Regions from separate parts of the Rattus norvegicus genome. Here region 1 is linked to region 2. The links are chromatin contacts, called in public Hi-C maps. All regions are on one chromosome and are shown on one strand. Each heading gives the region's core, a stretch centred on a gene start, on an enhancer-like site or on the middle of the called end of the contact. The rest is flanking DNA. Distances are from core to core; before and after follow the strand shown. Region 1 overlaps Cd247 (Cd247 molecule). Region 2 overlaps Creg1 (cellular repressor of E1A-stimulated genes 1).

The links. Hi-C and Micro-C count contacts between places; a contact is called where the count stands out from the background.
Region 1: a contact with region 2 is called in a Hi-C map of psoas muscle, with 2.2 times the contacts expected there. The contact joins two enhancer-like sites. A contact is called at or near these places in 9 of 12 Hi-C or Micro-C datasets (the A7r5 cell line, the Rat2 cell line, Schwann cells and 5 more).

The regions. Positions count from the first base shown.
Region 1 is chr13:80,627,465-80,632,752 of GRCr8, forward strand. All of the region lies in intron 1 of Cd247 (Cd247 molecule), which reads left to right. Among named protein-coding and RNA genes, the nearest start is that of Cd247, 54 kb to the left of the region's middle. Within about 2 kb of position 1,772, at least 12 of the 93 cell types and tissues checked have an H3K27ac peak or open chromatin away from gene starts, as enhancers often do.
Region 2 is chr13:80,562,830-80,568,377 of GRCr8, forward strand. It overlaps Creg1 (cellular repressor of E1A-stimulated genes 1), which reads left to right. Exons shown (of 4, transcript NM_001105966.1): 4 at 1,035-2,443. The coding sequence ends at 1,038. Among named protein-coding and RNA genes, the nearest start is that of Cd247, 11 kb to the right of the region's middle. Within about 2 kb of position 3,107, at least 3 of the 93 cell types and tissues checked have an H3K27ac peak or open chromatin away from gene starts, as enhancers often do.

The DNA of each region.
Region 1 (5,288 bases), core at 522-3,021, 63 kb after region 2:
ATTGGCTGTCCTGGAACTCCATTAGGTTGGCCTCAAACTCAGAGATTTGCCTGCCTGGGCCTCCCCAGAGCTGGGCTTAAAAGTGAGCATCACCATGCCCTACCTAGGGCGTTCAATGTAAAGGGCAGTGGATGTGACTGTGGGTTTCTCCATGTGTTGCCTCCACCTGACTTGGTGACTTAGAAAGCTCTGCTGACCCCAAGCCACTGCAGGCTCTCCGGCAGCTCTCCCAGTAACTCCTGCAGCAGACCAAGTAGTATGACCTTCTATGCCAAACAGTCAAATGGACCTCATGTAAGATGGTCCGTGGCCATTGGTCCCCCAGGGGGCTGAATCACTCAATACGAATGGTCCCCAAATCCTTAGGGTCAGGGCTGCTAGGCAGCAAGGTGTCCAAGGCTATCAGAGGGGACTAGCAGTCTCTCCGGCAGTGACCATTTCGTCAAATGGAGTTAAAGGAGTAAGAGTAGATGACAGAGGAATAAAGTACAATGGAGGGAGAAATGCAAAGAGGAAACGACATAGAGAAATCCGGAGGAAAAAGCAGGTGGGCCTGAAGACTGGATGGTGCAGGAAAAAGAGGTGGACCGGGAAACACACCAGCCCTGGATGAAGGGAAGGCAGACCTTTACAGGAGTTGGGGAATCGGCCAGGTCTCTTCTTTGCTGGTTCATTCTTCTGACATCATAGGCAGAACCTAGGTTGGGGAAGCAGCACCAAGGACCCTGTATCCCCAAGCTGGGGCTGCCTGTGTGTGCCCAGGCTAGGTCTGGGGAGGAGCTCCCAATGCTGACTGGGGATTTCAGAATAGCCACAAACTGGACTTAGACCTTGCCCTGGGAAGGAAAAAGAGAATGCTAAGGTCTGAGGGAGTAAGACACACTCACTCCATCATCAACCTCCGGCATGAGGAGAACCCTGTGGCCAGAGGACCTGGGGTCTGTCTGTATAGGTTAGGTATTTGACCAGCTTGTCTGGAGCTCCAAGACTCTTGTAACTTTACCCTATTAATTATTCAGCCCCCTGCATTCGAGGGTGAATCGGACAGAGCCAACCCTTAACTTCAGCATGCCATCAGCCCTTCTTTCTGCAGCCCGCAGTGTGAATGCACAGCCGTGTGTGAATTTAGTGTAATTTAGGTCATCACAGACCTAAAGTGCAGCGGAGAATTGTTCGTGCTGGAGGTTACTGAAGGAAGGTCGGATTGATGAGAGACATAAAGTGGTACCTTGACTTCCTCCCCTCTCGTTTCAAGAGTATGTATTTGTATGCATTGTAGAAGCTGGGTAAACAAGGGGCACGAAAGAACAAGCAGATAACCCGAATTTTCACAAGCCAGAGCTCAAAGTACTGCTAAGTGTTTGAGGTGTTTCTTCTGGTAGACGATGTATAAACATAGATTTAGAGTCAACAGAAATAGCTCTAAGGTGCAGCCCATGGCCATCCTGGTGAGACGACCCTGACCCTCCAGGAGCACCACAGGTGGAGCAGTGTGGCTTGCCCTTGGCTGGCCACTCTACACTGAGCCAGATTGGGTGTGGCGGCCAGCAGGGTGCACTCCTCAGGGACAGAGCAGCCACAAAGGCGGGCTCTCCGCCCACCACCGCCCCTACCCGCAGCATTCTGCTCCCTGTGAGTCCTCAGTGTGGCAGCTGCAGGCGCCGCAGGCTTTGCGGGCCTTTGATCCACGCGGAGTACGTCACAGGCGGGTGCTAGCCGGGCGTGGGCCGGGCATACGAGGGCTGCCAAACTGACAAACACACCTCCAGGAAAGGGTTGTGAGGTCGAGCGGCTCGGACAGCCTCACTCACTCTAGCATATCCAGGCTGGGAAATGCGAGTGCTTTGTGCCCCAGCAAAGCAGCCCGGCCTTCAGAAGTCAGAAAAAAGTCACCGCAGGCGGCAGGACTAAGGGGAAAACTGGGTCTCTTTTCTACACCGTGCTAAGCACGGGGCAGATTTTTTTTTCTGAAGCTGCATTTCTTTTGGTCTTGTCAAATGGTTTTTGGGAAGTCCAGGCACAGTTGATAGCACAGGAAGAATGGTGGTTGTCACTCTGGGCTCAGCCCGACGGGAAGGAGGCAGGTATAAAGCACAGGCATGCTTACACTATTAAGGCTTCCCGCTGCCTGTTAGCTAATAGACAGAGAAAGAAAATAAGATGTCTCCGACCCTGCAGAGTTCTCAGGGGTGTTTTGTTTTGTTTAAACAAGAGGAGCCTTCTCTTCAAATCATTACTGAAAAATGGGCCCTGAACAACAGTGTCAGACAAAATTAAAATGTTACCTAACTTACTTTTAAAATGGAGCTTGGCACACAGGAGGTTCTGGGTTCAAGCTTCAGCACGGAAAACCAAGGAACAGAACATTAGCTAGAGTTTAGAATAACAGATTCCACGTGTTTTCTTCAAACCTCCAGACACCTTCTCAGGCCCTCTAAATTTAAAACGATGGATACATTATTACCATGGGGAAAAAAAAAACAAACTAAACCAAACAAACAAACAAAACCCCCAAAATACAGGCTGTCCAAAAGAGCTGGACATACAGTGGAGATAGTGAAAAGATCACTAATTATATCCATGTCTATAATTTAAATTTGAATGTATTATTTGAAAGTAATCTTGTATATTTAGTTTTGAGGCAGGCCGGTCTTAATCGCAGGACACCAGTGATCTTTCTGTCCTGAACCTGAATTGCTGGGTGCACAGTGGCCAGCCAGAAAAACGGATATCCTGTTTAACTGTAAATTTACCTTCTGACTTCTGACTTTTAGGTTATCCTGTAGACTAGAAGCACCCCCCCCCAAAAAAAAGACCCATTCTGCTTGAACACCGCACAGAAATGTGCCCGGGGGGGGGGTAACATTTGTGCTGGACATTGAAAGATGAGAGGTTTGGCCAGTGAAGAGGAACCGTTAGCTGGTCTTCCCAGAGGGTTGACGGCCCCTTCCAGATGAACTCTGGGTTTGTTTTTTGATCAACCATCAGAAGGATGTTCCTGCCCCAACAGGACCTGGACCTGTATCAAAAGCAAGGAAGAGGCATGATCACAGCCTGGGCCTGACCTGGGAAAACAGGAATGGTCAACTTTCCTTAGGGCTACAATGTGCAAGCTTAGAGGGTCAAACTTCTGCCAAGGCCTCAGCTCCTGGGTCAAAGGGGAAGTGAAGGGCAGTTTGGGAATCTGACACTTTGTAACCACTTCATGTAGGAAGCAATTTTGCTCTTGATGGCTAGCTTTGAACCTGGGATCCCAGAGCAGGACCCAGCAGGGGTAAAAGAGAAGTTATTAGATAAACAACTTATTTAGGAGACCAAAAAAAAACCCAAAACAACAACAAAAAAACCAACAACAAAAAACCAGGGGGAAATAACTTTACAAAGGTCACACACGTTGAGTGTTAGCTTTGGCCAAAGCTCCCATAGGGTGGGGGTGTGTGTAGAGGTGGGGTGGATGGGGTGAAGGTGGGGGTGTGAGGGACAGGTTCTCTCAAGTCTCTTCTCACACAATGGTTCTTTTGAAATGTAAGCCACCAGATTCCTTTATTTTATGGCACAAATGACCTTTAGCCAATCAATCAGTCTCCTAATTATCCAAGCAATTATGTTATTAATGAGGCAGGGGAGGGGCTGCCTCAAGCAGGGCTTCCCACCTGGAAGAAAGGCAAGAACTAACAAACGTGGAGTTTGCTGAATAGAAAAGAGCCATGTAGAATAAAGTGCTCTTCGAGTTGAAAACCAAAACAAAACAGGAATACTTTTGAGGCCGGTGTGGGCTGCAGTTTCTCGGGGAGGAAGCCTCGGTGGAACTGGAACGCTGAGAAAGGCTTTAAAAAGCTTGGGGGTGGGTGGACACGGGCAGGAATTGGGTGGGGAGCGCTAGGGCCAGCACTCGAGAGCAGCACTACAAGAGCTCTCCTGCCTTCACTTGCCAGCAGGGTCTTCTCAGGCTTGCTCGATGCTTTGGAGTTTGCTCTCAGTCCTTAGATCAGCTGGCTCTAGGCAGAGGAAGGAGTCCAGCTTCATTCTGGCCACAGTGTTTTTGTTTTTGTTGTTGTTTTCACCCTTTCAGTCTTCGCTGTCTTTCTGGTCTGCAGGGGGTTTAAGGTGACAAAGTAACCGTGGAAAGGAAGCTGGAATATGCCCCAGCCTGAGGTTTCCTACCCTATTTCCACCCTAACCTCCCGCACCGAGCAAACTGTTGAGTTTCTAAATTGCCCAGAGTGGCTCACAGCTTCATACCAAAGGCAAGGACACCCCCGGGGTAAATAGGGCATGATACCCACTTCTGCCCCTAAGCAGCCTGGCATCTTGCACCTGTTTCAGAATCCCCCCAAGTTGCAGGTGGGTGTCAGGTCTCCCAAGGTAGTCACTAGCAACCTCCCAGCTGGTCCTCAGAGAGTGGCATCATGGGAGAAAAGTGGGGCTGGAAGGAGAGCAGAACATTCTAGGACCTTCTCTGTGTGTTTTATAAAGGTATGCACTACAGTGTCCACACGGACACTGTATGTGAGAGATAAACACGGGACACCCTTGTTATGCCAAAGTCAGTTCTCTTGGGTGTTTATCCAACAAAGGGAGAGAGAGTGGCTCTAATTCCCGTTGAGGCTGACCTCCCTCAGAGAGTGGAATGTCAGCAAATGCTGGGGGATGGACATATTTATATTTATAGACATTTCCAGATTATCCACTTCAGAAGGCAGTGCTTCTCAAAGAGTATTAGACATGACAACACGAGGAACCAGTTTCGAACACTCCACCTTTGAAGGCACAAATGATTCTAATACAAGACCCAAACCAAGACTTTATAATCCTTTTGTTGACTTGGTGGGCTCTGCTCAAAAGCAAACAGAGTGAAGAACCCCTTCCACATACCTCCATACCCCTGGAACTAGCGCATCCACTTACTGTTACTGTTGTTGTTGTTGTTGTTGGAAATTATGTATATTTGTAGTTTTTTCATGAGTGCATTCTCATGAGAACTGAGAAGCTCAACTCATTGAACACCAACCTAGGCTGATAACTGGATAGCCACATCTCCTCACTCCTGCCGTGAATGGGAGACCACACAACCCTGGGCATATCCCATCCTAGTTTATACTCCCAATAAGCCACACCGGAATGTCCCATGAAAGGTGGGGGTGATAAAATCGGTGACTCTCCACCTGCTGGATATGTAAGTCAGGAAAGCCCCAGAGCTCCGAGCTGACGGGGCTTCAAAACGAAAGCTCTCCGTTCTGAGAGTGTTAGTTTTGACGACATTTGGAGTCCCCCTGTGCGAGAACAGG
Region 2 (5,548 bases), core at 1,857-4,356:
CTCTAAAAAGTCCAGCCCCTTCTGTAGCTAACGACTAGACTCTGAAATGATCCTGAGAAAGCGTCCACACAGGGACGGCTCAGTCAGGGCTAAGTGGCTAGTGTCCTGAGTTGCTGGACCCAGCCCATGTGCTCTTCTGCATGCGGGGTGAAGGTGTAATTGTCGGCAGGATGTGTTTGTTACATCCTGGAGGCAGCCGTGATCAGAACGCCTATCACCATGGAGCCGGGACAGCAGCAGGAGGCTGGTCCAGGGTAGCTCACTCACACGAATCCTACCAAGGTGGACACAGAAAGGTCACGAGTCACATACCTGGGTGTAGCTTTCCTGGTTGGATGGAAACTCCAGCTGGGACAGGAAGACAGACAAGATCACCTCCCAGCTAGGTGGCATTGGCCAGCCATTTCTCTCCTGCTCGAGTGTTCTGGAACCCCCCCCCCCTTTTTTTTTTAAGGTTTTTGCTTCATACTCCCTTTTTGAGAGAGAGAGAGAGAGAGAGAGAGAGAGAGAGAGAGAGAGAGAGAAAGAGAGGAAGAGAGAGAGATAGGAGTCTTACGTATCCTGGGCTGGTCTAGATCTCTCTGTGCAGCTGAGGATAACCGTGAACTCCCGAAACTCCTTCTGTCCACCTTAGAGTGCTGGGATTGCAAGTGTGAGTCACCTTGCTAAGTGTAGCAAACTCAGAGTTTGTGAGTACCGGGCAAGCATTCTCCCAGTGAGCTACATCCCCAGCTCTTGTTGTTGTTGTTTAAATTTTAACCCTTCAGAAGTTTTTTAAAAACAAGAGCCTCCATAGCATGTGTGTAAATGACTCTGGCTTTTACTAAGATGCCAACCGTGGAGAGGGGAGGGGCTTGCTAAAAAGGATTCTTGACCCGTGTCTGTCACTGACCCGGGGCTCGGGAGTCTCTGAAATTAACTTTAAATAGTAAACATTTAGGTGCTGTTTTTCTCCAGTCTTTCCAGAGAATGAATGAACCTCTAAGATTGGTCATCCTGGCTCATGAGATAATGGTCTCTCTCTTCCTCTGCAGGTGAAGCAAATACGGTGAACTGGATCACACCAGCGACAGGTCTTCCAAGGCTCATGCACACAGAGGGCTCGACCCTGCCTGGCTGCTAGCCCACTCTGCCACCTCTTGTTTCGATTTCCTTTGCTTGTCTTTGCAGAGTGTTGTCCATTAGAAGACGTGCTTGCTGGATTTAAAAAAAAAAAAAAAAGTCTTGAAGCCATTTTCAGAGAAAAATGCCCTTCTTTATGATCAAGGAAGCCATGCTCGGTGCTTTTTCCTCAGTGGTGCCCTCAGTAGGGTGACATATACCAGCTGTAGACCGCCCATTGGCACTGGAGGTCCAGAGGTGCAGATGCTCTGTGCCTGATGGCCACTGTGCCTGAAGGTGCTGTGCTCACCCAGCTGCCTCAGGAGCCAGTGCAGAGGGGCCGTATGAATCCTCCAGTCCAGGACAGCAGTGACCACGGATGCAGCGTCCCATTCACGTCAACCTGTATAGCTGATCAGCACAAGGCAAAGCTGGGTCTTCTGTAAAACTCCATAAACGTCTTACATTCTAAAGTCATCGTTACCCAGAACAAAATAAATCAGAAAGATTTTCCTGCATCCATTCTCCATCTAAGTAGACTGTACACTCACTCCTCATCCTTCGGAATGTGCACGCCTGAGCTGGGGCGCAGCTTTCTTGGCACAGAGCTTGCCAAGCATGAATGGGACCATAACGTCGAAACAACCAGCCAGCCACAGACGACATCTTTATGTGCATGAAAAAGCAACCTCAGAAGAAAAAGGATTTCGCATATGTTGGGCTCTTTTTCGTAAGACTTAACCCTGTGCCAGCCGCAATCCAAGCCCTCCTCCGGCATTCTGTATCTTGAAGCTCCTGGTGCTGCCGCCTGCGTCCTCTGTGGGATGTACCACGGTACTGTGGCATAAAAACAAACTACAACAACAACAAAACATGTCTCTGCACCAGAGGATGGCTCAGCTTGTAAGATGACTGCTCTAGCAGAGGACCCAAGTTCAGTACCCGCAAGGGGTCAGACAGGCACATATGCCCAGAACTCCAGCTCCAGGAGATCAAATACCTCTAGCCTCCAAGGTCACCTGCACTGGAATACACACACCCACACATAGACACACAGCGACACAATTTCAAACAGTACATCTTTTATTCCAAAGAGGTACTACTTAGTTTAATTACCTGTTTCATGCTCTTGGATGACATAAGATTTCTTTTAACAGAGTGTGGGGGAATCAAGACACTGACTTAAACAGCCAAAAAAAAAAAAAAAAAAGTTAACTATGAACCATCATGTTGGAGAAAGAGATGGTAATCATAACAGAAATCCAGCAAACGACGTCTCAGTCAAAACCCACTAAACAGTAAGGATCTTGTTATTGAAATCAGTAATTAAAAGCATTATTATAACAAGGTGTGTCGGACTGAGTTCAGAGACGGGCGTTTATGAGAAAGCTCCATTGTGCACTGCTCAATCAATGTTCTATTTAGTCACACTTTAAATCAACCACTGATCGTTCCAGAACTTGAGAAGAATCATATGCTTTCCCCAGTGGCAGAGAGCTCATGTCCTTGGGCAATGTCTGAATGCAGGCTTTATCACGGGCCCTTGGGTTCCAGCATGAGTTGTGGCACTGACTTGAGGGTACCTCCCTAGTTGTCTCTTTTCCCATTTAACTGTGAGTTCTGTCTTAAGCACTTGGCACCATGAAAAAACTATCCAGATCAAATCCAATTATCCTACAGGGCGAAGCAGCCAGCTCTTCACAGCAGGGTCCGCACATTCCATTATAATTGAATTTGCAGACTGTCACGGGAGTATTCTAGATGTCCACAAGGGGGCGCCATAGACTACCGTTAGAGCAGATCCAGACTGTTTTGGTTTTCGGTGGTTTGGTTTTATTTTGTTTTCCTCTATTTCTTAGTGTTTATAGACGGTAGCCTGAGGTGTCTTCAAACCTGTGATTCTCCTGCCTCAGCTTCCTAAGTACTGGGATGAGAAAAGCATGACATTATGCCCGGCACAGTGCCACTTTCTCACATAGGCCAGTGTCCAGTGTGACCATGATGGTGACATTAGCATAGGTACTTCAGCAGAGAAAATGTGAGATGAAGGCCCAGCCTCACGCTGCCGCTGGTGGGTTCAAGGCTCGGTCGCTTCCTTCACACCAGGGCCTTTGCTTCAGACTCTGGGTCTCACACCTTACCTGCTGCAGAGAGACTAAGCCCCGGTCTTAGCTGGGATAAGTTGGCTGCATTTGGCAGATGTTTCCCTGCCCAAACCATGACCAACAACCAGGTTAATCCTGTCTTCTAATCCAGAGTCGAAGCCCTTGGGTTTACATCTGGGTGGGGATCCATTATGAACGGAGGCACGGTCAGGAGAAACAGGAATGTTCTGACTCGAGGCTGCCAGGATCATGAGCCATCCTTAGTAGTATTCAGACCGAGAACCACAAGGTGACTGAGGACTACTTTGCTATAACGGCACATTCTGGAGCTGTTTTAGCGCTGAGAAAATAATACCCTGTGGGAGTTTACTGGCCGGTGTTTTTGTGGTGTTTTCCCAACTCTTCAAAAACAGATGGTCTGTATTTCCATGTGAGAAGACAAATGGTAAGTTTAGAAGACAGTATGGAGCATTTGTTTCCTTGGGCTTTTCCCTTCCTCTGTGTTATAGGGAGCATACAGGATAGGGGAGAGAGAAGACTAGATAGGGAATCCTGTTTCTTTACTTCACATATCAATTGATAATATCAAGTTTTCTCAAAAGTAATAGTCGCAGATGTCAATGCACTTAATTTTATGAAATGTATCCATGCGCGGTGCTCTTTTTCTGAGTCTAGCTGCAAGCCCAAGAAATGGGTGAAGCACGCGTGGATTTTCCTTTTTAACTTTATGGAAGAGGTTGGATACCCAAAGCGTTGGTTTGAGGTCGTCCACACATTTCCATATCAGATCCTTTAACTTTGATTCAGGAACGCAACACTAGAGGTCCCTGTGGGTCCTTTAAAGAAATGCTTTGCCTCCTGGTTTGTTTTTAAAGGTTTGTAGTATGGAAGGAAAAAAAAAAGGGCAAGGGCCATGTGTTTGAAAAAGCTAGGTTTTCATTTCCCACGTAGTTCTTTGACATCTTTGGTGGTGGGAGGTGGGGAGTAGGCCCTGTGAGCTCTGAAGCCAGACTGTGTTCAAATCTCAACACAACAGCTTAGCCTGTGGTCACCAGGACTAAGTCCAGGATCGGGCTAGACAATGACTTTTGTTTACTTATCAATCAGGATACGAATGACCAGAAGTCCTTACACAGAAGGTAAGACCAGCGCAGAATCATGGAACCCGACCTTCTAGAAAATGATGCGACCGTGGGAAGGTCCCAACTGTTCTATACGCATGCTCCCTCATTCTAAGAACTGAGGGAAAGGAGTCCACAGGAGACCGGGCCTGGAATTCTGAGGTCCGACTTGAGAAGCTAGGCTGCCAGCCCCAGAGCGAGGGGGAAAAACAAAACAAAACTTGGGCACCGCAGTTTGACATGATGGCCACTAGAGGGCACTGTGAAGCCGAGCGCAGGTGTTCACTGGGGCGGCCCTTCGACCCTTTCTCCTCAGGATGAGAAAAGTTAGTCCTTTCGCTAGCAGACCCTCTGCTCCGCTGGAGCTGCGTCCCCCTTTTGACATCTTGCCTTTCATTTAATGAAATGACCATCCTAAGGAGAGGCCAAGAGTATCAGCAGTATCCAGAGTTGGAGCTCTTGGATTGTTCCTAGAGCAAGAGATCTCTGCCGGACCTGTTTGCCCCCAGAGTCAAGGCTGGCTCAGCAAAGACTTCTGGCAGCCTCCTCACATCAGATGAGGTGAGGCGACCTAGTCTCCCTTAAAAAAAAAAGTGGACCCATTCGAAGTCAAAAAATCTCCAGCATCGTGGGATTGGGTAGAACCTTCAGGCCCCGAGGTTGATTCTCCACTCTTCAACCAAAACTGGACACCCGCTTAGTGTCTGGGACAATGCAGGGAAGCGCCACCCTGTGCCTCAGCTCTAGGAAGGTGCCAGCCAGCTGGTGGCATTGAAACGGCCAGGAGAAATTATACTCAGTACAGGGCCTGACCCGAAACCAGTTTGTGGAGGCCAAAGAATTCAGCCCCTTCAAGGGGGCACACAGAGACCTGGAGAGGGAGAGTGATTTTCTTGTTTGTTTTGCTCAAAGCCACACAGTAAGTGAAGGACGAAGTTGGGACCAGATCCTAGGGCGGTGTATTCCTCAAAAACCAGCTGAGGGGAAGACCTTCTGGAAGAACCAGAACTGAGCATGAAAACAAAGCCCATTCCCCACAAGATGTCATAACTGGTTCCCGGGGTGCCCTCAGGGCTCAGGGTTGGCTTTTTCTCATCTCAATGACTTTGCATTTGCTTAGGTGCCTCAGAGCTTCTGAGGCTGAACTCGTCCCTGAAGCCAGGGCTATCTGTTCATAAGGAATACATGGCAAGCACGTTGAGTCGATGCTCAGAAAGAATT